Linked DNA regions of Zea mays: all the other regions are linked to region 1. A link is a contact called in public Hi-C data. All regions are on one chromosome and are shown on one strand. The core of a region is the stretch at or near the end of the contact, and the rest is flanking DNA. Distances in the headings are between cores, read along the strand shown. Region 1 holds the start of LOC103654108 (ethylene receptor 3). Region 2 holds the start of LOC100275621 (hydroxyproline-rich glycoprotein family protein). Region 3 holds the start of LOC100191636.

Region 1 (4,469 bases), core at 1,257-3,756:
TTGGGCAAGGGAACAAGCACCAAACACCTAATTACATTCATGTATGCGTGCGCGTGTACATATCCTCTGCAGTCAGTTATGTCCGGTGCCTCAAATATATTACATCTTAGTTTCACCATGTTTTGCTCCCCCATGTTTTCAACTGCAGCTATGTCCACGGACGTGACTGTAGAGGATCCCGCCGGCCTATGCCTCGTATTTCTATACTATAATCGCGCCAACGAACGAAATGTTGAGCTTGTCATCAGTGGCCCCCAATGTTCATCAATCAATCCTTTTAAAGGAAACGGAAAGCCCATTGACCAGCCCATCATTTCGGCCTGTCTGAGCTTTTTCTTCGCTGGGCCTGTCCTATCCACCTACACGCAGAGAGAGAGAGCCCACTAGCCACTAGACGTGGTGGGCTGGTGGCTCATGGCGGGGGCACGTGTTAGCGCATTAACTGCAGGTTCTCCGTGGCCCGATGCATCATGTACAGGTTCGTCTCACCTGCTTTGCCTTTTGCGGTGGCAAGCAAAATCGAATAGTTGTAGCATCCACCAAAGACTTGGAAATGGAAATGGCTTCCCTGATTTTTTTTCCCAGGTTGAGAGAGAGCATTGGCATCACCGTTGCCATTTCTCAGTCTTTTTTTTTTAATTTTTTTGCTTCCTATGGCTACATTCGCTCCGACAGGGCAAAGACAAATAGTAGAAAATAAACTACTATCTTCTACTAGAAAATCCACGAAATGATAGAAAAGAGTAACTTCATTGGAACCAATCGATATTTTATCTCGCTTAGGCTGTCCTCACGAGATCGTTTAAAATAGAAGATTTATACTCTAGATTACATTATTTAAGTTTAAAATAGGTGATAGGATATTATAGATGCGGGAGACAGTCTTATGTTTTACCAGCAACGAGGGATTGGAGTGGACAGGGCCGGCTCTATATTTTCCAAAGGCCCTGCAGCGACCAGGGCACTCTAGGCCCCATTGCTTTGATATTGTTTATTATTTGTAATACGACAATCAAAAGAAGTAAACCTTAGTGTTATTAACAGATGTGATACTACACAAAGGAGTAGTAACAATTTGATTACTTCTTACACCACCAAACAATTAGGGCCACAAGACAATATGTAGCTACATCAAAGTCCATTTCAGGCTCTCAGGGGGTGTTTGGTTTGAGAAATCATTCCATCCAAAATGAGGTGGTGCATCATGGACTCATTCCTCAAATTTGGTGGAATGACCTCAATCCTCATATTGGTACTAACTAATTAACTATGAGGAATAAGGTGATGATGGATCAACTCATTCCAATCCACAAACCAAACAAAAAAGTGAGGAGTGAGAAGATGATGGACTAGCTCATCCCTCAAACCAAACACACTATTAGCTTCTCATATAGTCTATTTGGTCTCTACATATGGTGAACATGGGCCCCTTTTCATAGTCCGTCTTCGAGGTGGATCGAGATGTATTATGTGAGTTTTTATCTATTATAATTTATGCACTCTTCAATCCCTCCAAACTACTTCAATGCTAGAGTAATCAAACTATGTCTACTAAGTTATAGTATATTTGAGGCACTTGATAGGGTGTCCTATAATTTTTTGACCAAATTCTATAAAACAAGACACTGTTAGAGTAGTTTTTTTATATAAAACCTTATATTGTAATTTGAGATATCAATTCGAGGCATTGTTAGAGATACTCTAAAGATAAGCCACACGTTGAACAAGTGACTTGATCAGCCACACGTGCAAAATGTCTAATTTCACGAAGTTTTCATCTGAGCCCTTAGCTAATACAGTATAAAAATGGGGGAAAAAATATCCCCCACCTCTCTAGTGCAGCTGCATCCTGTCTAGCTGAGTCCGCTGACCTGACGAGTAGACAAACTCCAAGCAAGCAGCGCGAGCGCGAGGGATGGCCGCCCGCCGCCACCGCCAGATTGGTTCAGTGGCGGACCCCCGACGGATCCCTCCTGTTCCCCACTCGCAGTCGCAGACAAGGCGGCTTGCTTTGCTTGCTTCGTGCCTCTTCCTCGTCGCCTAGGCCGCCTCCTTCACTCTTCGTTCTGCTCCATCCATCCCCAATCCATCCACCATTCCGCCCGTCTGTCTCTACTTGATTCCTCTTGCCGGGGTTCCTTGGCCTGCCTATCCTTGCTAATCGGGCGGGCCAGTCCGCCGCCTGCAGATCTGAACGCTGCCCTCCCCTGCTCCCCGAGCGCGGCGAGGATCGCCGCTCCACGGACGCAAGAACAAGTGCCCTTGATCTTTTCCCCCCATTTGATTGATTCATCCAGTGCTGCTGGTACTGGTACCCAGCAACAGTTTTCGGTAGGAAACTACTATGGCAACTTCTCCAGGCAAGTTCGTTTCGTTCAACCAGAGAGGATTCAAATGGTTTTCATCCATCCTTCTTTCGTAGGGAGTGGAATCCCGCTTGGGAAAGTCTCTCGTCCAAATGGCATCTGATCCTTGTTCCTGCTCTGCTTTCCTCTGCTTCAGGTACATACAGATGGTGCTAGTGAGGGAGAGGTCCGCGAGCCGTCGCCGCCATTTCGGACCAACCAAGGCGGCGCTAGTATGCTTCTGCTTGCTTTCCTTCTACCTGGACACTACTGCAATGCCGTCAACGTCATTGTAAACCGTCAGTGCTAGCCACATGGTAACGCTAGACTGCGAAAGTTGCGATCTTTTTCTCGCATCTCCTCGGCAACTTGCCAATTTGGTCAGCATCGTCATCACCACCACCATCAGCGGCGCAGCTGAACTGACGATGCTTTGCCCGAGATCCGGATGCTCATCCAGATCGAGACGCCATTCATCTCCCCCCCCCCCCCCCCCCCCCCCCGCCGTGCGGATGCGGTGGCTCCTCCTCTTGGCGTTCGCCGCCGCCCCCGCCGCCGGCGAGATGGGGTACGCGCATTGCGGCTGCGACGGCAGCGGCGGCGCTGGCGGTGGAAGCGGGTTCTGGAGCCTGGACAACATCTTCAAGTGGCAGAAGGTGAGCGACCTGCTCATCGCGGCGGCCTACTTCTCCATCCCGCTTGAGATCCTCTACTTCGTCGCGGGGCTCCGCCACCTGCTCCCGTTCCGGTGGGTGCTGGTCCAGTTCGGCGCCTTCATCGTGCTGTGCGGCCTCACCCACCTGCTGGCGGCCTTCACCTACGAGCCCCACCCGTTCATGGTCGTGCTGCTCCTCACTGCCGCCAAGTTCCTCACGGCGCTCGTCTCCTTCCTCACCGCCATCACGCTGCTCACGCTCATCCCGCAACTGCTGCGCGTCAAGGTCCGCGAGAGCCTGCTGTGGATCAGAAAAAAAATTTGTTGCAGCCCGGCTGCAAACCAGACTGTTTGCAGCCCCTCACAAAAAGGAGGATAGGTCCCACCCGCAGGTAAATAATACAACTAAAACGTTATCTGGTGGACCTGCAGGTGGGGCCTATCCACCTTTTTGTGAGGGGCTGCAAACAGCCTGGTTTGCAGCCGGGCTGCAACAAATTTTTTTCCGTGGATCAAGGCCCGCGAGCTGGACCGCGAGGTGGTTCTCATGAAGCGGCAGGAGGAGGCGAGCTGGCACGTCCGCATGCTCACCCAGGAGATCCGCCGCTCGCTGGACCGCCACACCGTGCTCTACACCACGCTCATCGAGCTCTCCAGGGTGCTCGCGCTCGACAACTGCGCCGTCTGGATGCCATCCGAGGACAAGTCCGGAATGTGCCTCACACACGAGCTCCGGCGGGGCAGCGACGACGGCGAGGCCGTAGTGGGCGCTGACGACGCGGACGTCCTCGAGGTCAAGGGCGCCGACGGGGTCAAGCTGCTGCCGCCGGGCTCGGTACTTGGCTCCGCCAGCGGCGGCGGCAAGGAGGGGACCGGCACGGTGGCGGCGATCCGAATGCCGATGCTCAGGGTCGCCGACTTCAAGGGTGGGACGCCCCAGGTGATCAAGGCAAGCTACGCCGTGCTGGTTCTGGTGCCGCCCAGCGGCAGGAAGTGGGCGCCGCACGAGCTGGAGATCGTGGAGGTGGTCGCCGACCAGGTGGCCGTGGCGCTCTCGCACGCCTCGCTGCTGGAGGAGTCGCAGGCGATGCGTGACAGGCTGGCCGAGCAGAACCGCGAGCTGCTGCAGGCGAGGCGGGACGCTCTCATGGCGAACGAGGCCAGGGACGCGTTCCAGCGCGTCATGAGCCAGGGAATGCGGAGGCCCATCCACTCCGTCCAGGGACTGGTGTCCGTGGTGCAGGAGGAGGAGGGACTGGCGTCCGAGCAGAGGCTCGTCGTCGACGCTGTGGCGCGGACCGCAACCGTCGTCTCGACGCTCATCAACGACGTCATGGAGATGTCCGCGGCCACCAGCCAGGAGCGCTTCCCGCTGGAGACGCGGCCGTTCCGCCTGCGCTCCATGGTGAGGGACGCCGCCTGCGTGGCCAGGTGTCTCTGTGACCTGAGCGGGCGGTTTGGTTTCGCGG
Region 2 (4,469 bases), core at 1,151-3,650, 340 kb after region 1:
CCAAGCCCTGTAGTGGTATGGCTAGCAGGATGGCTCTCATCCTGGTTGTCGTCTTTGGTTAGGAGAAGGACGCTCGATCCCTATATCATGTTCCTTTGACTGGGTAGAGAGTCGAGGCTGAGTTTAGGAGCACGGGCATGCGTCCGAGCCCTAGCCTGTACATGGGTGTGGATGAGACGTTTTGTCTGTCGAGTTGGAGTGGTTGAAGGAGTGCTCGGCATGGTCTTCAGTGGTTTTCACGGGAGAGCAGGTGTCATTTAATATACATGCTTCCCTATTAGGACAGTTGGACGAGGCCAAGCTCGGGCGAGGCGAAGATTTCGCTCGAGCCCGAGGTCGAGATTAGACGTTACATGTAGTCACGCTCTAACCATCGTTGTGGGTGGTAAAAGTAGATTAGACCGTGGTCGTGTCGTCATTTGTTGACTTTGGTGCCTTCCGCAGGATAAGTGGTCGTACGGACACACGTTCTGGGATCGGAGTAGTTGGCCGAGGCGGGCATGCTCCGGAGCGTTGCCCGAGACGCCCTCGGGTGCGTCAGAAATACGTTTCCCGCACGAGGTTGGCCTCGGGCGAGTCGTGAATGCGTTTCTCGTCCGAGGTTGGCCTCGAACGAGTCGTGACTGTGTTTTCTGTCCGGGGTTGGTCTCAGGCGAGTCGTGACTTAGGTTCCGCGTGCCTTGGTAAGGTTGAAAGCGTGTTTGCTTATGACCCGTTCTTACTTAAGCGTCTAGTCACTTCAGTGTTGTGATCTAGATACCCCTAATTATGAGATAAAATGATGTCTGCTCCACTTGAGTCCTTGAATGATTTATGGGCTTTCACTAATTTATAATCAGATCTATAAATTATAGACACTTAGAGCAACTCCAAGAGGAAGCTAAAAATATCCTCCCAAAAATTAACTATTGGGGGCAGGCTAAAAAATTTTAGAGGTAAATTATAGTGTATACTCCAACAGTTTCTTAAACAAATGCTGAAAACTCTAATCTGGCCCAAGATGCAAGGCGTTTATTTTCCTACTATTGCATCAACATGTGCATACTAGGGTAAATTTAAGTGTGCCATGGCTACGCCAGCCTCTGAAGTCTGAATCATAGAACAGGGGTAAGTTTTTTGACCTTGCTAGAAACTATAAACAGACAAATATGGCTTGAAACATCATCAGTCACTGAGCGAGGCACACAAACTGTAAAAGATAAACAGATGATTGATCGAGATATCCATTATGAACATTGTGTGACATGCTAGTAATATTAACATATCAAGCAACGACCATGTAGCTAGTTTCTAACACAAATGAGAGACAAAAGATCTTTGGATAAAGGCATGCTGGCCTACTACTTGTCCAACTTTCTAGTTCATGAAAACAAGTCAGTCTCCTACCAATTCATCTTCCCAGCACATGAAGACACATAAAAAAACATGTTGACATAGCAGCAGAATGCCCCTACTATCAGAAACTGAGATAGCAGGTTGTGCGTGCCATGAACCATTCATTACTCCCCACCAGACCGTAGAATATCCCATCCACCTCCTACAAGCAACTGCAAGGGCATCAATACCTGGAGCAATCAAGAAATACAAAACTAGTAGTTCTAGAACTAAATCACAACTCACATAAATTATCAAACGTAAACTCTACTATCTATTCAATACTTATCTCAGGGCAGGGGGCGAGCAGAGGGCAGGGCAGGGCAGGGGCCGCGCTGTGCGTGCCTGCAAGGTTGCGCACTGTCGCTGCTACTAGCGGGCGGAGGGCGGGGCTAGGGCTGGGCGCTGCAGGGGCTGGGAGCTGGTGGCTGGCTGCCGAGTGCGTCTGCACGGGAGGAGGGATGAAGGAGCCGACTCGACTGGACGAGATGCGAGGGAGCACCGAAGCCGCTGTCGCGGGAGCCGTTGCCCTTGACGTCGTCGCTGCCGAAGTGCTTCAAAGTTCAAACCAGTGCCACTGCCGCAGCCGTCCTTGTGGCCGCTGCCGCCGCCGCCGCCGCCGCCGCCGACACCGATCAGGCCTCTCCCGCCATGGCTACAAACAACACAAAAGCGCGCGAGGGCGAAAATGGGTGCCGGAAACAGGTGCTATGCGCGGCAGCGAAGGGATTGGGGGATTTCACCTCGCGCAAATTTGCGGGATGGATCGGCTCGGATGCGTGACGGCGAAAATATGGGGGAAGTTTGCAAGAGCTGTTGGAGGAGAGAAAACGAGCTTTCTCCCTGAAAAAAGTTTTTCGGGGTCTTTTAGCATCGTTCTTGGAGATGCTCTTATAACCTCACAAGTCGTAGGCACGGAAATGAGATGGCATAATAGCACGTTGTGAAAACTGAAAATGGTAAAATAGTAATTGTTTCGTCTATAGCTGCAAGCCTGCAACCCTTCCTTTCTTTTCCTCCTTCTATTCCATCACCCCCAGCGTGCGCGCTGCACTCCCTCCCTGCCCCTGTTCTCTCTCTCGTGGCGACGGCGACGGCGACGACTGGGCGGCCGTTGCTGCCGCCCTACTCGCCAGGCGCCCAGGTATTCTTCGGCCCCTTCGCCGGCGACGAGTGTCACCAGGTACGCCCACTCCCCTTGGTCTTCCCTTTCTGCCGTGCGAAACCGAGCATCCAAACCCTAACGGACTGTTTTTACCCGGATCTGATCCAACCACTACTGTATATGCATGAATTTTGCCTACTAGCTTCGATCGCGTTGCAAAAAATATCGGGCGATGCCCTTAACCGGCTCCTCGCCTGTGTGCGGGAACCCTACCGATCGGAATTCTGCTAACTCTGTCCATCCATGGTTCGATTAGGTTCCTCGTCTCCGGAACGCAGTGCAAAGCAGATCGATCTCGGCCCAGCAGGGGCCTCACGACTTGACTCCCAAGGTATGGAATTTTTTGGGGGCGTTTGCGTCCGCAGTCCATTTTCCCGGTGCCTTCCCTCTGACGAAAGCACGGTCTCAGGGCTCCCAACCTTGCAGGCTGACTCGATCTCTTTGGTTTCGTGGACCGTGATCAGACTCCAGGGCTGGATCGTGTTTCTTCCAGTGTGCAAGCTTGGATCTCGTAGGTCTGGTTTAGAAAGGACCGTGCTTGCTCTTTGCTGCCGCAATCATGCAGAGTGGGGGCGACATGAGGCCTGTGCACAACAGTGTCGATACAGTTAACGCTGCTGCTGTTGCCATCGTCACCGCGGAGAGCCGCACACAGCCTCCTGCTGAACAGGTTCGTGCTCAAATACCTTATTACTGCATGGTTTCTTTTCTATCGACGTTACAAGCTAGTGATGTCCTGCTTAGTTGGATGACCTGTGTAGCTCCCTTTAATGATTGTATGCCTGTAGCAGTTTTGTACGTGCGGTTTCCGGTGTAACGGTTATGCTTAATCATCTGTGGCTGCTTGTTTGTGTGGCTTTATTTGCGTGACGTGAAAAATTACATTTCATACAACACGTGTCATGGAGCGTTTCTTGAATTTACTTCAGTAGGCATTTCATAGTATTATTGCAGTTAGTAACGGAAGAATGTTGTCGCGTAGTCAGACTTCCTAGATTTTGGTTATCAATAAGTTTGTCGGGTATTTAGAGTGCAGATATAAATCTTAGATGCATGGATTTTCCATCCAATGATGTTGGACTTCAGTTTGTTTTTAGTTTTATACAGAGTACGTCAGTAATTAGTGGAAAGTTGTAAATTTTGGGGGTCATGTCAGTGTTCGAAACTACATGCTTATGTTACTGAAATTGAGTGGTCAGTCTTTTTTCCCTTTTCATAGTTTTTATTTGTTACGAAGGGAAATAGATGTTTACAGAACTTGGCATGCAAAAAAAAACACAGAAGAAAAATACTATTTGTTGTCCTTGCAGTTGCAAATGGGTTGCTGTGACTATGGGTTGGCTGTATATTTTTTTCCAGGCTTCGGACCTGAGGATTCTTGCTAGAACTAGAAAACTTTTCTTATCTTTTGGTGGTATAGATGCAGCTGTAGAATGTTGATTTTGGTCTATTCATTTGTACATCCACTTTAGTATCTATGAAGGAAAAATTGTGGGCTATACCCTTCGCCTAGTTAGATTTGTTTATTTCCTTTTGTTGTACTATTTTGGAAGTGCATGAGGAAGGTACATCAGGAATGTGACAAAAGTTTGGTCAAACATTACTTTTTTTGAAACTTTGACACATGCTATGTTTTTTATCAAGAAACTTTGTAGGATGAGTAGTACATTTGCCATTTACAGATTACCTTATTTCTACCTCTTCCATTTCAAAGGCGGTCACATAGGCATCCGAGCATACCCAACTCACCTTGAGGGTCTAGTATGCCTTTTCGTCTTTGAAACCATGATTTGCACAGTTTCAGACACTTGTATGCATGAAAAAGGCATTGTAAATAGCAAGAGAATAGAGAATGCCTCAGAAAAGATATGGGGGTAGTTTAAATGGTCAAATTGAAGGGACAAAAAAGATGCTTTCTTTGCTGGCGATA
Region 3 (4,469 bases), core at 542-3,041, 290 kb after region 1:
GCAAGGTACCGGATGTTGGTTGGCATGGTTGATGTTATCTTCTCTGATGTTGCACAGCCAGACCAGGTACCATTTCCTTCGAGCCTGGTGTCTGAATCACTGGGCTGCCACATTGTTGGATTGAGTGTTGTTTACCCTCGTTCTCTGCCTTTATACTCTTTTGATTTTGATCTGGCAATATTGAGCTTAGCAAGTGATGATCATACTCGGATTCCCCTTCAGGACATCAATTGGATGATGCAGATTCGAGTTTCTGATGCCAGTTGTGCTCAATGCCAAACTTATCTTTATTTGCTTTCTTCTATTCCCATTTCTTTGTTTTGCTTTATTGGTTAAGTCCTGATGTGTCCTGTACCCAATACAGGACTTCTCCATTTTGTTTTTGCATTCCTTTTTTTTCTGTGCTTCTTGACTATGTCACATTTGATGATCCATCCTTGTTGATGGTAACCTTGAGTTTGGAATGTCAATTTGTACATTTCCTGTTATAGCACATAGTGTTTAGAGTTATTGTTATGTGTTTCTGGATAATCTATTAATCTTATTTGCTATATTTATCAATTTGGGTTCATAGTATTTCTAGTTGGTGATGTCTTCCTAGGTTAGAATCTTGGAATGATACTTGTTTTGTTAACTCATTTGGTACATCTGTAACATTTTTTTGGAGTCATCTTGTGCTGACTTTGTTTTTTTTTTAAAATACGTTTATATTGATTCCTGACTGTATTTGATATCTAGAAAATTACCTGATGTTGTCTATTTGGACCATTGTAATTTATCTAGTTTGTTGCTTGATCGGTATATAATCCAATTAGTTTCAGTTCTATAGTTGAGTTGGAACAGCAACATCCGTCATGCCTTACTTGCTGTTCAATGTTCAGTTTCACTGAATGTGGCCCTTCCCTGCTGTTCAATGTTCAGTTTGACTGAATGTGCAGACCCATTGTATATATATATTATATATATATAGACATGAGTATACTGCAAATTTATGTAACATGAGACATCCATTTGGTTTGGTGGAAATTGCCATGCCAGTGTTTTACGGCTTTTAAACATTGCGTGAATGTGTTATATCCTGCAGGCTAGGATCTTAGCACTTAATGCTTCATACTTCTTGAAGAACGGTGGCCACTTTGTCATTTCAATCAAGGTACTTTGAGTTAATTATATAGATAGTAATCTTGGTCTTCATTGATCTAATCTAACAAGGAAACATTTTGTTCAGGCTAACTGCATCGACTCCACCCTGCCTGCTGAGGCCGTGTTTGCAGCGGAAGTGGAGAAGCTCAAGGCGGATCAGTTCAAGCCCGCGGAGCAGGTGACGTTGGAGCCCTACGAGCGTGACCATGCATGTGTTGTGGGTGGGTACAGGGTGCCCAAGAAGCAGAAGGCCACCTCTTAGGATCGGAATCCGTGCTCGTCTTGCCTACCAAAGATGCTTCGTTGTATTGTGGTTTATTAAGAAACTTTGAAGGATTAGTCAAAGTATGTGAACCTTCTGCAGTGAAGGCTGGTTTAGCAGCGACAGCTGTTAGGGTCTGATGCAGTGTTTGCTGGTTTAACAGCATTATTATTATTATTGTTGATGAAACATGGGTTTGGTTTCGTTGATCTCACTAAAAGTGTCAATCTTTTGGATACCTCTCCATTGTGCTTGTGGTGGTCTGTGCTCTCTGTCGACCGGTACGCTCCCCTCTGTAACTGCTGTGTGTTCCCGTCTTAAAGCTGGTTTGAAGGCCCAATCCGGAAAAAACGATGGGCCCAACCCAACCATGGAGATGCCGTTCCGTCCGGGTGGAGTGGCAACTGGGTCGCGGAAGCGAAGAAAACGTCTCCGCCGCACGCAACGCCAGAAACCCCCTTCCTTCCCATTCCCACTGCTCGGATTGCTTTCCCCACCTCCACCGCCACCAGACCAGATAGCAAGCAACCGACCCCTCCTCGCTGGTACGCGCGTCTCTCCTCTCTTCCCCAATCAACCCGGCCTTATTAGGTTGATTGGTTAAGCAACTGGATGCGGCGCCCGATTGTTTTGATTTATTTAACCTTGCATATCGCAGCGCCCCCATGGATCAATAATTTCCCTGATGGCTGTATTGTACTGTACTACCGCTTCAGTATTCGCAGGGAAGGAGAAGATGGAGCCTGGCCAGAGCGGGACTGAGCAGGCCTCTCCACGCGGGAACGATTGGGAGGTCGTGCAGCTCACCGCGTCCGCATACGCCGCCGCGCCCGCTCCGAGGAAGCCCGAGCCCTCCGACGAAGCGGAAGCTAAGAGATACGGCGCAAAGGGGGACGATCTAGCCGCCGGCCTACTCATGTCCGGCCACTTCTCCGTGTCTCAGAGCGAGGTCGAGAGCCTCCTCGTAGGCGCCGACACCAAAGAACCACCGCCCAAGGACAAGGAGGAGCCTTGCGAGCATACTAAGCTGCTGGAGGACGACGTCCCCACCATCCCGTTCGATGACGGCAAGGCGCTGAAAGGCATGGGTCTGGTCGGGGAAGAGCCGGCCGGGTTCTCGTCGCCTGTCTACAGCTCCATCACGGAGAGCAGGAGTGACAAGAGGAGCGAGGAGCCTACTACTCTGCATAGTTTCAACCCCGTGACTGGCTCAACAAAGGTCGTCTCACCTGACGAGCAGAGCGAGCCTGCTGCTGGGTCTGGGTCCGGGTCTGGGTCAGGCCCGCGTGAAGCGTGGTGGAAGAAGCAGCTTCTCTCCCTTTACAGGAACGCCAAGGAGAGCAAGCATCTCTGGCCTATCGTCGCCACCACTGCTGCTTTGGTGGGCCTGGCGTATCTGGGGCGGCGCTGGCATAAGGGCAGGCTGCAGTTTCAGCTGCTCAAGATATCGCCTTCTACCAACAAGGAGGTAAATTGCGTGGAACTGTTTGCCAAATACTACATTACAAAGGAAAATTGCATTATGTTGTCTGTATCATAGCTGCTGACCTTATAACCAACTACTCCCGACATAGCTTCTGTTGGTTTTCTTCTCTATTTTCTGATATTGTTTCTTGTTGTCGCATCATATATTCATATCCTGTCAAGCATGCTTTTTTTTTAAGTTGCACATGCCAGCAATGAGAACTTCACTACGAATGGGCCATCATGCATGCTACAGCTCTAGAATTTTGAGTGTTTACTAGCAGGCTAGTGTATTCGTTTACTAGCATGCTACAGCAATGAGAACCTCACTACTGCCTTATCTGTTTACAAACAAGCTAGTGTATCAGTTTACTAGCAACCACCCAAGTCATACATGTGATGGGGCCTCAAAATGTTGGAGCATCCCTCGTTTTTTAATGGCGCCTGCAAATGCTAATGAACGCACACTCTTCTTTGCGTTTCAGAAAATCAGCGACGCGGTTGGACCGTTAAACCGCATCAACGACATTCTCGTTGCTGGCAACCACCCAAGTCACGGTGTCCATGGGCATGCCCGTGCAGGCTGAATGCAGTCAGTTCGCGAACCCATCGGGCGTCCTGGACCCATATACTATCATGTGTCGCTTTGAGAATCGGCTCAAGACAAACCATCGGGCAGGACTGGAGTAGTTGTCCAAGGACTGAGGATGTTTATGCAGACACAAGTATGTTTGGTGGCTCGATGTATGTGAATTCCAAAACTCCATCTGGGTATGTAAATATTTGTATGGGTTTAGTTTGGTTGCTTTTTCGTTTGGTCATCTCATGAAACCTCTGCTGGTGGTTTCCTTGTCTATATTACTGTCTTATTTGGGGTTCGTTCATGCATGCATACATGTGATGGGGCATAATATCACTGGATTTTATTTCACCGTCATGTTGGCTGGCTGGCTGCTACCGTGAAGGTAGCCTGGTTGTTGCAGTCCCTTGTATATTTTCTGCTGCAGAGTTGACCTGATAATAATGTTTTATTGTGGCTTGTGATGGTGGGGTAGCATAACATATGACTAATCTATATTATTATACCATCAAAAGGATAGCAGGGGTGTTTTTTTTTGTGGGCCTTGTTGGCTTGCGGTGGCCCTTGGCTCGCACAAAAAGGCCATCTAGGCCTGCGTCAGCTCATTTATACATAGCGTGTGAGCAACAAAAAATGGTTCGTCTCATCTCGTCCAAACAGTCAGCATTGTCTATCTATCTATCTATATTCTGAAATTCTGGATCCAATCAAACAGTCAGCATTGATATCTATATTCTGAAATCCATGGATTGGTCATTCATCCTTGTTTTTTCCTGAGTTGAGGAGAGATGTAGGAGTAGCTCGATCAGATGTTTTATTCACCAATAACAAGCAATCAGATCTGTGCTGCCAGTTGCTGACCAGGTGAAAACGAACGAGCCTAGTACCGAGTGAGCTCACACTAAGGTGCCGTTTGGTTCACAAAATGTAACGTAAATGATAATGGTAACGATTCACACTCGAATACCGACGGTAACAAATTTAAATAAGTCAATATTCATTTGTAGTGTGGTATCGATT

What was found. Hi-C and Micro-C count contacts between places; a contact is called where the count stands out from the background.
Region 2: a contact with region 1 is called in a Hi-C map of endosperm, with 5 times the contacts expected there. The contact joins the promoter of LOC100275621 here to the promoter of LOC103654108 in region 1. A contact is called at or near these places in 2 of 25 Hi-C or Micro-C datasets (endosperm and leaf).
Region 3: a contact with region 1 is called in a Hi-C map of leaf, with 2.6 times the contacts expected there. The contact joins the promoter of LOC100191636 here to the promoter of LOC103654108 in region 1. A contact is called at or near these places in 7 of 25 Hi-C or Micro-C datasets (bundle sheath, ear, endosperm and 3 more).

Annotation. Positions count from the first base shown.
Region 1 is chr4:175,934,348-175,938,816 of Zm-B73-REFERENCE-NAM-5.0, reverse strand. It overlaps LOC103654108 (ethylene receptor 3), which reads left to right and starts at 2,506. Exons shown (of 3, transcript XM_035967417.1): 1 at 2,506-3,303; 2 at 3,508-4,469. The coding sequence starts at 2,660.
Region 2 is chr4:175,589,714-175,594,182 of Zm-B73-REFERENCE-NAM-5.0, reverse strand. It overlaps LOC100275621 (hydroxyproline-rich glycoprotein family protein), which reads left to right and starts at 2,400. Exons shown (of 4, transcript NM_001149669.3): 1 at 2,400-2,557; 2 at 2,796-2,870; 3 at 2,949-3,209. The coding sequence starts at 3,099.
Region 3 is chr4:175,640,684-175,645,152 of Zm-B73-REFERENCE-NAM-5.0, reverse strand. It overlaps LOC100191636, which reads left to right and starts at 1,791. Exons shown (of 3, transcript NM_001137065.1): 1 at 1,791-1,950; 2 at 2,122-2,873; 3 at 3,355-3,862. The coding sequence starts at 2,142. The coding sequence ends at 3,456. LOC100282167 reads left to right here. Exons shown (of 7, transcript NM_001155079.2): 5 at 1-66; 6 at 1,085-1,153; 7 at 1,229-1,484. The coding sequence ends at 1,405. LOC111591432 (small nucleolar RNA snoR60) reads left to right here and starts at 188; the gene lies at 188-261.